3 separate regions of the Rattus norvegicus genome follow, and regions 1 and 2 are each linked to region 3. The links are chromatin contacts, called in public Hi-C maps. All regions are on one chromosome and are shown on one strand. The core of a region is the stretch at or near the end of the contact, and the rest is flanking DNA. Distances in the headings are between cores, read along the strand shown. Region 1 overlaps Maml3 (mastermind-like transcriptional coactivator 3). Region 2 overlaps Maml3 (mastermind-like transcriptional coactivator 3). Region 3 has its middle 79 kb from the start of Foxo1.

Evidence for each region. Hi-C and Micro-C count contacts between places; a contact is called where the count stands out from the background.
Region 1: a contact with region 3 is called in a Hi-C map of the A7r5 cell line, with 5 times the contacts expected there. The contact joins two enhancer-like sites. A contact is called at or near these places in 2 of 12 Hi-C or Micro-C datasets (the A7r5 cell line and Schwann cells).
Region 2: a Hi-C map of the A7r5 cell line shows a contact between it and region 3, with 2.9 times the contacts expected there. The contact joins two enhancer-like sites. A contact is called at or near these places in 3 of 12 Hi-C or Micro-C datasets (the A7r5 cell line, kidney and mammary epithelial cells).

Annotation. Positions count from the first base shown.
Region 1 is chr2:138,095,689-138,098,742 of GRCr8, forward strand. The region is part of intron 1 of Maml3 (mastermind-like transcriptional coactivator 3); the gene reads right to left. Among named protein-coding and RNA genes, the nearest start is that of Maml3, 190 kb to the right of the region's middle. Within about 2 kb of position 1,678, at least 62 of the 93 cell types and tissues checked have an H3K27ac peak or open chromatin away from gene starts, as enhancers often do. A contact at or near this core is called in the A7r5 cell line, where this site is marked.
Region 2 is chr2:137,969,697-137,972,720 of GRCr8, forward strand. All of the region lies in intron 2 of Maml3 (mastermind-like transcriptional coactivator 3), which reads right to left. Among named protein-coding and RNA genes, the nearest start is that of Mgst2, 130 kb to the left of the region's middle. Within about 2 kb of position 1,520, at least 55 of the 93 cell types and tissues checked have an H3K27ac peak or open chromatin away from gene starts, as enhancers often do. A contact at or near this core is called in the A7r5 cell line, where this site is marked.
Region 3 is chr2:138,382,265-138,385,198 of GRCr8, forward strand. No RefSeq gene overlaps it. Among named protein-coding and RNA genes, the nearest start is that of Foxo1, 79 kb to the right of the region's middle. Within about 2 kb of position 1,682, at least 26 of the 93 cell types and tissues checked have an H3K27ac peak or open chromatin away from gene starts, as enhancers often do. A contact at or near this core is called in the A7r5 cell line, where this site is marked.

The DNA of each region.
Region 1 (3,054 bases), core at 428-2,927, 290 kb before region 3:
CACAGAAAACCCGCATGGGTTTCCAGCCTGAAGTCTTCAGAGTCAAGACTATACCAGCCATGCTTATCAGAACAGCCGCCCAGTCCGCTCTCTAGGCTTTGAACTTAGTACATCCCATATTCCCATTAATGAGCCCATTCCTTTTAAAACTATCTCTCAGCCAGTCCTGCCCTCCCTCTTTTCCCAGCACAGACTAAGTAGGTACACTCTAAAAAGCAGAAATAGAGCTACCTTCTTTTTTTTTTTTTTTTTTTTTTTTTTTTTTTTTTTTTTTTGGCAACCCTACTTTTAAAAATGACTTATTTTTCTTTCCTCTGCACGGGGGTTTTGCCTGCATGTGTGTACTTCGCCTGGGTGTAGTACCAAGGCGGCCAGAAGAGGGGGTCAGACTCCTTGGAATGAGAATTAGAGAAGTTGCGAGCTGCCCTGTAGGTGCTGGGAATTGAACCTGGGTCCTCTGGAGGAGCAGCCAGTGCCCTTAAATTGCTGAGCCATATCTCCAGCGCCTAGCCTCGTTCTGTTAGGGGCTTAGAGGTGTTTGGTGAGATGTGAACGGAACTGCTCTGGGGAAGTCTGCCGTCTGTTTAAACAGTACTGAGACAAGTCAGCTGTCTTCTTTCCCTGTCTTCTTTCCGGAGAGAAAGGGCTATTGGTTCTGTGTCTCTGGAGGACAATGACGCCCCCAGCATCCTTCTCCCACTGCCTCTCATGCTAGTGGCTGAACCATGATGCACAGATCCCACCTCTATCCTGATTTCCCAGTTGTCCCAGGCAGGAAGACGAGTGGTCACTTCCTGAGTAGTACATCTCTACATAATAGTCTTCTCCCTACTCCCCTGGTTTCGTGGTGAGATATTTCAATCCACATGCCCTGTGGGAATGACTGTGGTTTGATGGCTACAAAGACACACATGCTGGTTGGTTGCCATCCCCAAACAGGGCCCCAGAGACTCATAGCTGCCCTGCTCGGCAGCGTTTAGCCCAGTCCTGTTGTGCTTACACCATGGACTTCTGTGTTTTCTGGGCTAGCCAGAGAGACGTGAAGGGGTAGGCAGTTCAGCTGACAGACGGCATTTTGATAACCTTCTCCTTCAGGTATGGTGAGAACTACCTCACTTCTTTGATGGTCCTCTCTTCCATCTACATACACGTTTGGTTTGACAGTCTTGTCCTACTTCCCTATCAGGGCTTCCAGTTTCTCTTGGGCACAGTTGCCAGAGCTAAGCTCCAGTGGGGAAGTGCTTGTTTCCCTCTGTCCCTTTCTCTCTCTCCTATGCTACCTTAATTGCAAGCTTATGCTTTGTAAAAGGATAGAGGCCAGGGGAAGTCAGAGTAGGGAAATCCACCTTGGCCCAGAGCTCTCTTGGCTTCCTCAGTAGCAGGCTGGATGCCTTAACTGTTTGTCATCCACAGTTACGGATGTGCTAACATGAAGAACAGCAGCCACAGCAAGTATGGAAGCGGTCAGGACCAGAAAGCACACGCGAAATGCCAGGGCCCGTGAGGCTCCATCCTTTTCTCTGCCCTGATGTCTCCAGGGAGGCGGCAGTTGGCCAGTTGAGGCCACATGACAGGGATCTCACTGCTTCCCAACCACCACCACCCCTGCCCCCTCCCCCCCATGCCCCGCGCCCCAGCTTCTGCCCTGCTATCAAACCACTCCATCCCCATGTTTCTATTTCAGGGGCTGACGTAGGCTGAGCTGTGGAGGAGGGAGCCATTGCCTCCTAGACTTCAGGCTTCCCTTCCAGCTGCTTCTGCATTTGTGGGGGAGGAAAGGCACGGGTTGCCACGATTCTAGCAGCTTGACGAATGCCACCCTGGTCAATGTTTAACTTAACAAGAGTTCTTTTATTGCTGGCTTGTGTTTGTTCTTTTTTCTTCTCTCTCTCTCTCTCTCTCTCTCTCTCTCTCTCTCTCTCTCTCTCTCTCTCTCTCTCTCTCTCTCGTCCAATGGCAAGGAAAGGTTCGTAAGCAAAAAAGGTTACCAGGAAAATTCTGGGTAGCAAAGCCTTGCACTGAGGATGGGGTGGATGGGGATGGATGGGAGCGGATCAGGGCAGATGGGGGCAGGTGGAGGCATTAAGCTCAAGCTTGAAAAGGTTGATTGTCATATGACTCTAGAGATCCACAAGCAGGCTGGGATGGGTGGGTGTCAGAGGGTATCCCTCTCTTCTGGGTACCTCCTGGCTTAACTGTAAAGAAGTCATTTAGAGGCAGGTCAGGAAATTATCAGGTTGGAGCTGTGGACACAGTTCAGTAAGTACCTGGGTTCTTAGAATCCATGTTTTTTGCTTTTTTTTTTTTTTTTTAGTCATGGTGGTGTGCATTATAAGTTGGTTAGAGAGAGAGAGAGAGAGAGAGAGAGGGAGAGAGACAGACAGACAGACAGACAGACAGACAGACAGACAGACGAGTAACTTGGGCTAGGACTATGAGCTAGCCTAGAGCATCAGTAAGTTCCAGGTCATTCCTGGTCTTGTTGAAAAGGAGGTGGCAGTAAATGACACCCAATGTTGTCCTCTGACTTCCTCATGCACACAGTGTGCACCCCGCCACAGGAACACATGCACACAGTGTGTACCCCACCACAGGGACACATGCACACAGTGTGCACCCCGCCACAGGAACACATGCACACAGTGTGCACCCCGCCACAGGAACACATGCACACAGTGTGTACCCCACCACAGGGACACATGCACACAGTGTGCACCCCGCCACAGGAACACATGCACACAGTGTGTACCCCACCACAGGAACACATGCACACAGTGTGCACCCCGCCACAGGAACACATGCATACAGTGTGCACCCCGCCACAGGGACACATGCACACAGTGTGTACCCCGCCACAGGGACACATGCACACAGTGTGTACCCCGCCACAGGGACACATGCACACAGTGTGCACCCCGCCACAGGGACACATGCACACAGTGTGCACCCCGCCACAGGGACACATGCACACAGTGTGCACCCCGCCACAGGGACACATGCACACAGTGTGCACCCCGCCACAGGGACACACAGGCATGCACCCCTCCTCCCAGA
Region 2 (3,024 bases), core at 270-2,769, 410 kb before region 3:
TAAATTCTGAAACAGAGAAGGCAACATCCTGAGGTGGTTCTGTGCTTGTTAAAGGAGAATGTGTGTGTGCCTCTCTCTCTCTCTCTCTCTCTCTCTCTCTCTCTCTCTCTCTCTCTCTCTCTCTTTGTGTGTGTGTGTGTGTGTGTGTGTGTGTGTGTGTGTGTGTGTGTGTGCTTGTGTGTAGGCCAGAAAACATCTTGGATATTCTTCAGGCACTGTCTACCTGATTTCTTGAGACTGGGTTTCTCACTGGCTTACAGCTCATCAAGTAGGCTAGGCTGGCCCATCATCGAGTCCCAGGATATCTCCTCTTTCCCAACACTGATTACAAGCACATTTCACAGCTTCTGGTGTCTTATGTGGCTTCCCCATGCCCGAGCACTTTACTACTGAGCCACCAATCCGGCCCATGAGAATTCTTTTAAAGATCGTTTTTCTTAAGACAGGTGGACATGGCCTGATGTAGGAAAATACCCAACTTTTTCTGAGAGATTATTATGTGCTGGCCTTTGTTTTAAGGTCCTCTTGGAAACTAGATTTTTTAGAGCCTTTTCTTTAGATTATTTTTAAATCCTTGAAACAAATCTACAGGATATGTAGTTATTGTTCAAGCGGTTAAACTCCATTTTACAAAACAGAAAATTAAGTCACAGAGAAATGACATATTTAGGGTTGTAGAGATGGCTCAGCGGAGAGCGCATTTCTCTTGGGAAATTAATTCCCAGGTTTGGTTCCCAGTACCCACACTGGGCAGCTCACAATCATTGTAAATCCAGTTCTGGGGGGAATCTAGTGCCCTCTTCTGGTTTCTATGGGAACCTGCACACACATGAAGCCTACATTCAGGCAGAAATGATCATAAAATTTAAAAAAACAAATCTTAAAAATAGAAATTAAATTATCAGCTGGAGACTATAAAGAATAACCAATCGCAGGTTGGGACTCAAATCAAAGGCTTCAGAATTCCAAGCACTTAGTATGTTTATGTTTATAAAATTAAAAATATATATCAACATGTAGAGATCGAAGCAGGAAAAAAAGATCCTTCGTCGTCGGGGTGGGTTTTTCGTTTGTTTGCTTGTTTTTAAGGGACGACTACTACACTGTATTTAGTTTTTGCCTTCTGTAGATCCAGGTCAGGCTTCCTGAATTCAACTGGGAAAAGTTAAAAGTTTCAGCTCAGTACTGAAGTCTTCTCTGAAGATGGGTTTCAGAAATCAGATCCAGGCTCCTCCCTTGTCCGCTATTTATCTTAGACCTCAGGAGGTAAAAGCAGCTTGAGATGTAACACAGCCACAAAGAAGATGGCAGTGAACGGTAATAAATAACACGACTGACACGTGGGCCCTGTGCATTAGGAAAAAAAGGAAAGCCACTCATGGCTTAGAATGGCAGAAACAACACATCTGTGCAGATATTCACCCTGGATCCATTGCAAGTCTTTTAAGGTCCCGGGCTCCGAGAGACTGAGAATGGTGAGTCAGTGGGGAGGGGAGAGAGCAGAGATAAAAATAGAAATGTTGATTGCATTGTTACTAATTCAGCCCAGCTCAACCGCTCCAGCCCGGTGAGTCAACAGCAGCGGTTCAAAGACACAAAAAGGAGAGGTGCGGGATGCTCCGTGCCATGGAGCAGAAGGGACGCGGTCACATCTGCGCCTCTCCGACTAAACAGACCCATGACACTCGGGCTGTGTGGTGTGAGTTCAAAAATGAACAAGTGGAAAGTAGCGAGGGACAAAGTGGACGCAGATCGATGGACAGCAGAGCTCTGACCCTCTGGCAAAAAGCTGCCTTTTGTAAGAATCCTGGGCAGTGGGGGATGGGCGGCAGAGCCTGAGCTTAGAGGCCAACTTCCACTCTTCAAACACAGTATTGTTTTCTCTGGGGCATAAGGCTTACTGCCATTCCAGACTGGTCTCCATGGCAGCAGGGGAGGAGGGAGAGGAGAGGAGGAACAGATGGGGGTCACGGAGGTCTTAATTCTCATGCAGGGGTCCTCCCTGCCAGCCCTTTTCTCCTTGAGGACCTGTGACACGTTGCACCTTCTCGGGGGCCCAGGAAGCCTATGGTATTGGCTCAATTCAACTGGCTAGATCTTGGGAGCCTACTTTGTGCGGGTCTTTTGCCTCTAATTGGCAGTAGTATCTGTTGAAAATGGCCAGCCTCTGCTTGGTTGGAAAGCTGAAAATGAGGAAAAGACCTAGTTTCTGTTCCCCTAAGCTTTATCTTTTCCCAGTCCCGGACTATAAGCAGCCACAATGTCGGGGCGCACGGAAAGGAGAAACGCACAACTGCTTTCTCGCCCCAGACGCTAACCTTACCCTCTGTAGCCTTAGAGTTCCTGGGCCTGTCTCCTTCTTTCTAGTTCCTTGCACGTGTATGATACTGCAGGATCATGCTAGGTCAGACCCCAACCATGAGATCCCTCCGACTGTCTTCCGGAAACCGTTATCTTGGTATTAAAAATCTGCAGTGCCTGGTCTTTCTCACTCCTAATAGTCTACTCTATCCTTTGAGTGGTTTCATGGCCTAGGGGGAACATGATAGGTAGAATGAATGAACGAACGAACGAACGCATGAAAACAAACCAGGAGACAGACACCGAAGAGCTCATTTCTGTCTCCATCTTTTGTTTCATGTCACTATATCTCATCGTTGATAATAAATTTTCTCCTGCCCTTTACCTGCAATTTCTACCAAGGTCCAGCTCATAGCTCAACGGCGCCACCTACTTCCTAGGATTCAAATGCAGTGTCCTCTACTCTCTCAGGGCCTGGGGCCATCAATGTCACTCTGGTTTTTCAAGCCAGGAATCTGGACTCCAACCAATATATGGCTCTCCCTCAGGCTCCATTTTCCAATATCCGCAAAGCCCTTTCTGTGGGCCTTCAGGGCTTGGTGTCTATTGTACTGAATTCTATTCACTTTCTCCTGTCTCTCCATTTCTTCTCACCCGTTCTCCCAGCCTTCAAATTATAGGACTAAAGTTGCATCCAAATTAGTCTCTCCACGTCCACTCCCC
Region 3 (2,934 bases), core at 432-2,931:
TCGGATGGCACGTTACACACAATTCCACAATTCTATAGTTTTTCAACCCTCCACAGGGATTCCTTGTGGATCATTTCACAGCTCCTCCAGAGTCTGCTCTTTTGCAGCTAGCAGGGACAGTCAGCTTTTCTTCACAGCCTTCATAAGAATCCTTAATAAAAGAATCTACACACACACACACACACACACACACACACACACACACACACACACCCGCTGCCCCACTAGAGTTGTTGGAGACGACTCTGAGAACTTAGCTCCAGTCTGTCATTTTAGAGATGAGAGAGGTGAAGTGCTTATCCAAAGTCACGCAAGTAATTAGAGATAAAAGGCAGGACCAGGTCTGCTTAAGGTAGGACCAATCTGCTTTGCTCACCCCTGCCTTTTGCTGTTTTGATGCCCAGCAACCCCTGACCTGACCAGCTCACAGTCATGGTCTCCTCCTTTCTGGCAGCCATTGAGCTTCCTTGCAGGAAGATGGGCGATAAGGGAAGGGTTGGGACCAAAGGGCTTCCTAGCTCGCTGGCAGTCCCCTCCATTTATTTCTCCTTTACACAATGAAGGGGGCAGCATTGTTTGGTTCTTCATTTTTTTTTGTTATGATAATATGTAAAACTGGCTATAGCAATCCATAACTCCCCAGAAACTATTTCTCTTGTGATAGAGGATTTGAACTCCTGTGATTAAGAACAAGGAATGGCTTCCGTGCTTGGGATTCTGTTTGGTGGTCTTCTGATAAAAGGGGATAAGTGGCTCCCCCAAAAGCTTCAGTAATGCAAATTTCTTTACAAGACCCTGTAGTAGTAGTAGTAGTAGTAGTAGTAGTAGTAATAATAAAAATCTTAGGGGAGATGCACACAGTTGGTCATGTGCTAAGAAACAGAGACATTTTTCTTGTACCACCTTGCAAGAACATCCCACAACAGCTACCGTTGCCTTCAAAGTCTTCCTGTGTCACACTGAGCACAGAAGAGTTTCAGTCGTAAATGAGCAACTCAGTACACGTCTCTGCACATCCAAAATAAGCCAGCCTCGAAAGCAGCCGGTGTGCTTTATAGATTGTTCAGCCTGTTTAACGCAAACAGACCCACCTCGCAGTCCGCAGACAACTAGTCAACAAGCAGGAAAAATTTCCAAACAAAAGACCAGAACATTCCCGAACTCTTTTTAAACTGTCTTCCAAGAGCCGGGGAAGAAAACACCAGGTTGGCAGGCAGTGCCTGAACCTTTCAGTTGGGCTTTCGAACTTTAAGAACATTGGTTTATGCAGGGACCATGTGACAGGGTAACAGGGAGCCTAGATCTCTAAATCTTGTTTTCCTTTGTGTCATCCTCCGTCCACCCCCTCCCAGCTGGTGATTCACCCTGTCTCTGCAGAGACATCCACAGTTCGGTGATGGTCTATGTGGCAACTTCATGCTGTGCCTTAAGGATTCTGTGCAAATCGAGTGTGATCAACTGAGGTAACAGAGGTTGAAAGATCTGTGAGTTGTTCCTTAGATGTGGGACACTATTCCATAGGCTCGAGAGTCTGAAACATGAATATTATTCACTGAAACACTGCCCTAAGAATTAGAAAAAGAAATTGGGCCCTTTTTTTTTCAGGTAGGCGCATAAGGTTCCGCATGGGGGATGGGGCAGATGTCAGTCACAGAGCCTCCAAGCCTCATCCTAGAGAGTGCTTCCCTCTCATGTTGCAGTCTGGTAAATGCTAGAATCTTGGTGACTCACTGCTTCCCCATGTCCTTATTTGGTAGCATGCAAATGAAAAAAAAAAAGATCGTTTCAGATTTAGATTTCCTCAAATCGTGGTGTGAGCAGCTATTTTTACTTTTGCTTCAATCACCATTCTCAGTAGTAGAAAGTGTATTTAGAGTTGTAAAAACTGCTTTTTTTTTTCATTTGCAGGCTAAATTTAAATATGGAATTCAGCAACCAAAGAACTCTCTTGGTCAGATCCAGCAGTCATGATCAGGAAGTCCAGTTCTTCTGGCATATGGCTGTCTTCTTCATGCAGTTCTGATTTCCTACGACTTTTACAAGTCCGTGTTTGTAGTAGGTCTCCACAGCACCTCCACTTGGCGTGCCTTACCTTGCCCACAGATGTACTAGACTCAATTCCCTTCACATCTGTATGGACTAGCTGCAGTTCCAGGGACATGACACTCATTTTGCTGAGAGTGAAGCCTAACCAAAGCAGCTGCTCTCGACATCATATCTTGCATGGATACATCCTTGTCTGATGCCAGAAAAGGATGGTACCCATCCAGAACCAACATGCATCCTTCCACATAGGTCAGAGCTGGGCTTTTCCTACTTTCCAAGGGCAGCTATGTGGCAGGAGTTCTGGACCTGTTTCTTGACTGGCACCTGCACAGTGGGCTGACTGGGCACCCTGGGTGGGGAAACCTTTCTGTGAATTGGCTTTCAGAAGCACGTGTGGATGACAACCCTTCAGGGACAGCCAGTCCAGATTGTATTTTCAGTCCCATCTTAGTCCCATTTTGTCTCTTCCTGTTTGATAAAGCCGCCTGTGGCTCCTAGGGTCCAGGCTGGAGGTGCTAACTTCCTGTCTGTGAGACTCTGTGCGGACCGGCTGATGAGCCCTAGCTGGTTCCCCTTAGACCATCTTGGCTGCTCTCTCAGATTCCGGGCTTTGTAGTGGAGCAGATGACTCAGCCATGACCATGATGTCAGACGCTACTGAAAGGTGGAAGGGAGGTCTGCTTCTAACCCCGCCCTGAGAACGATCACCAGAGTCAGGCAATCAAGTGGATGGGGCAGCTGCGGCACCTTAGGCAACTAGGTGTGTCCTCTGCCTAAAATCCTCCACCCTGTGAGCATTCCACACTGGGGCTTGCTCCGTGCTATCTAAGGATCTGGGCATGTCGCTACTCGCTCCTCCTCCATCACTTCCCAGCTGAACTCAACTGT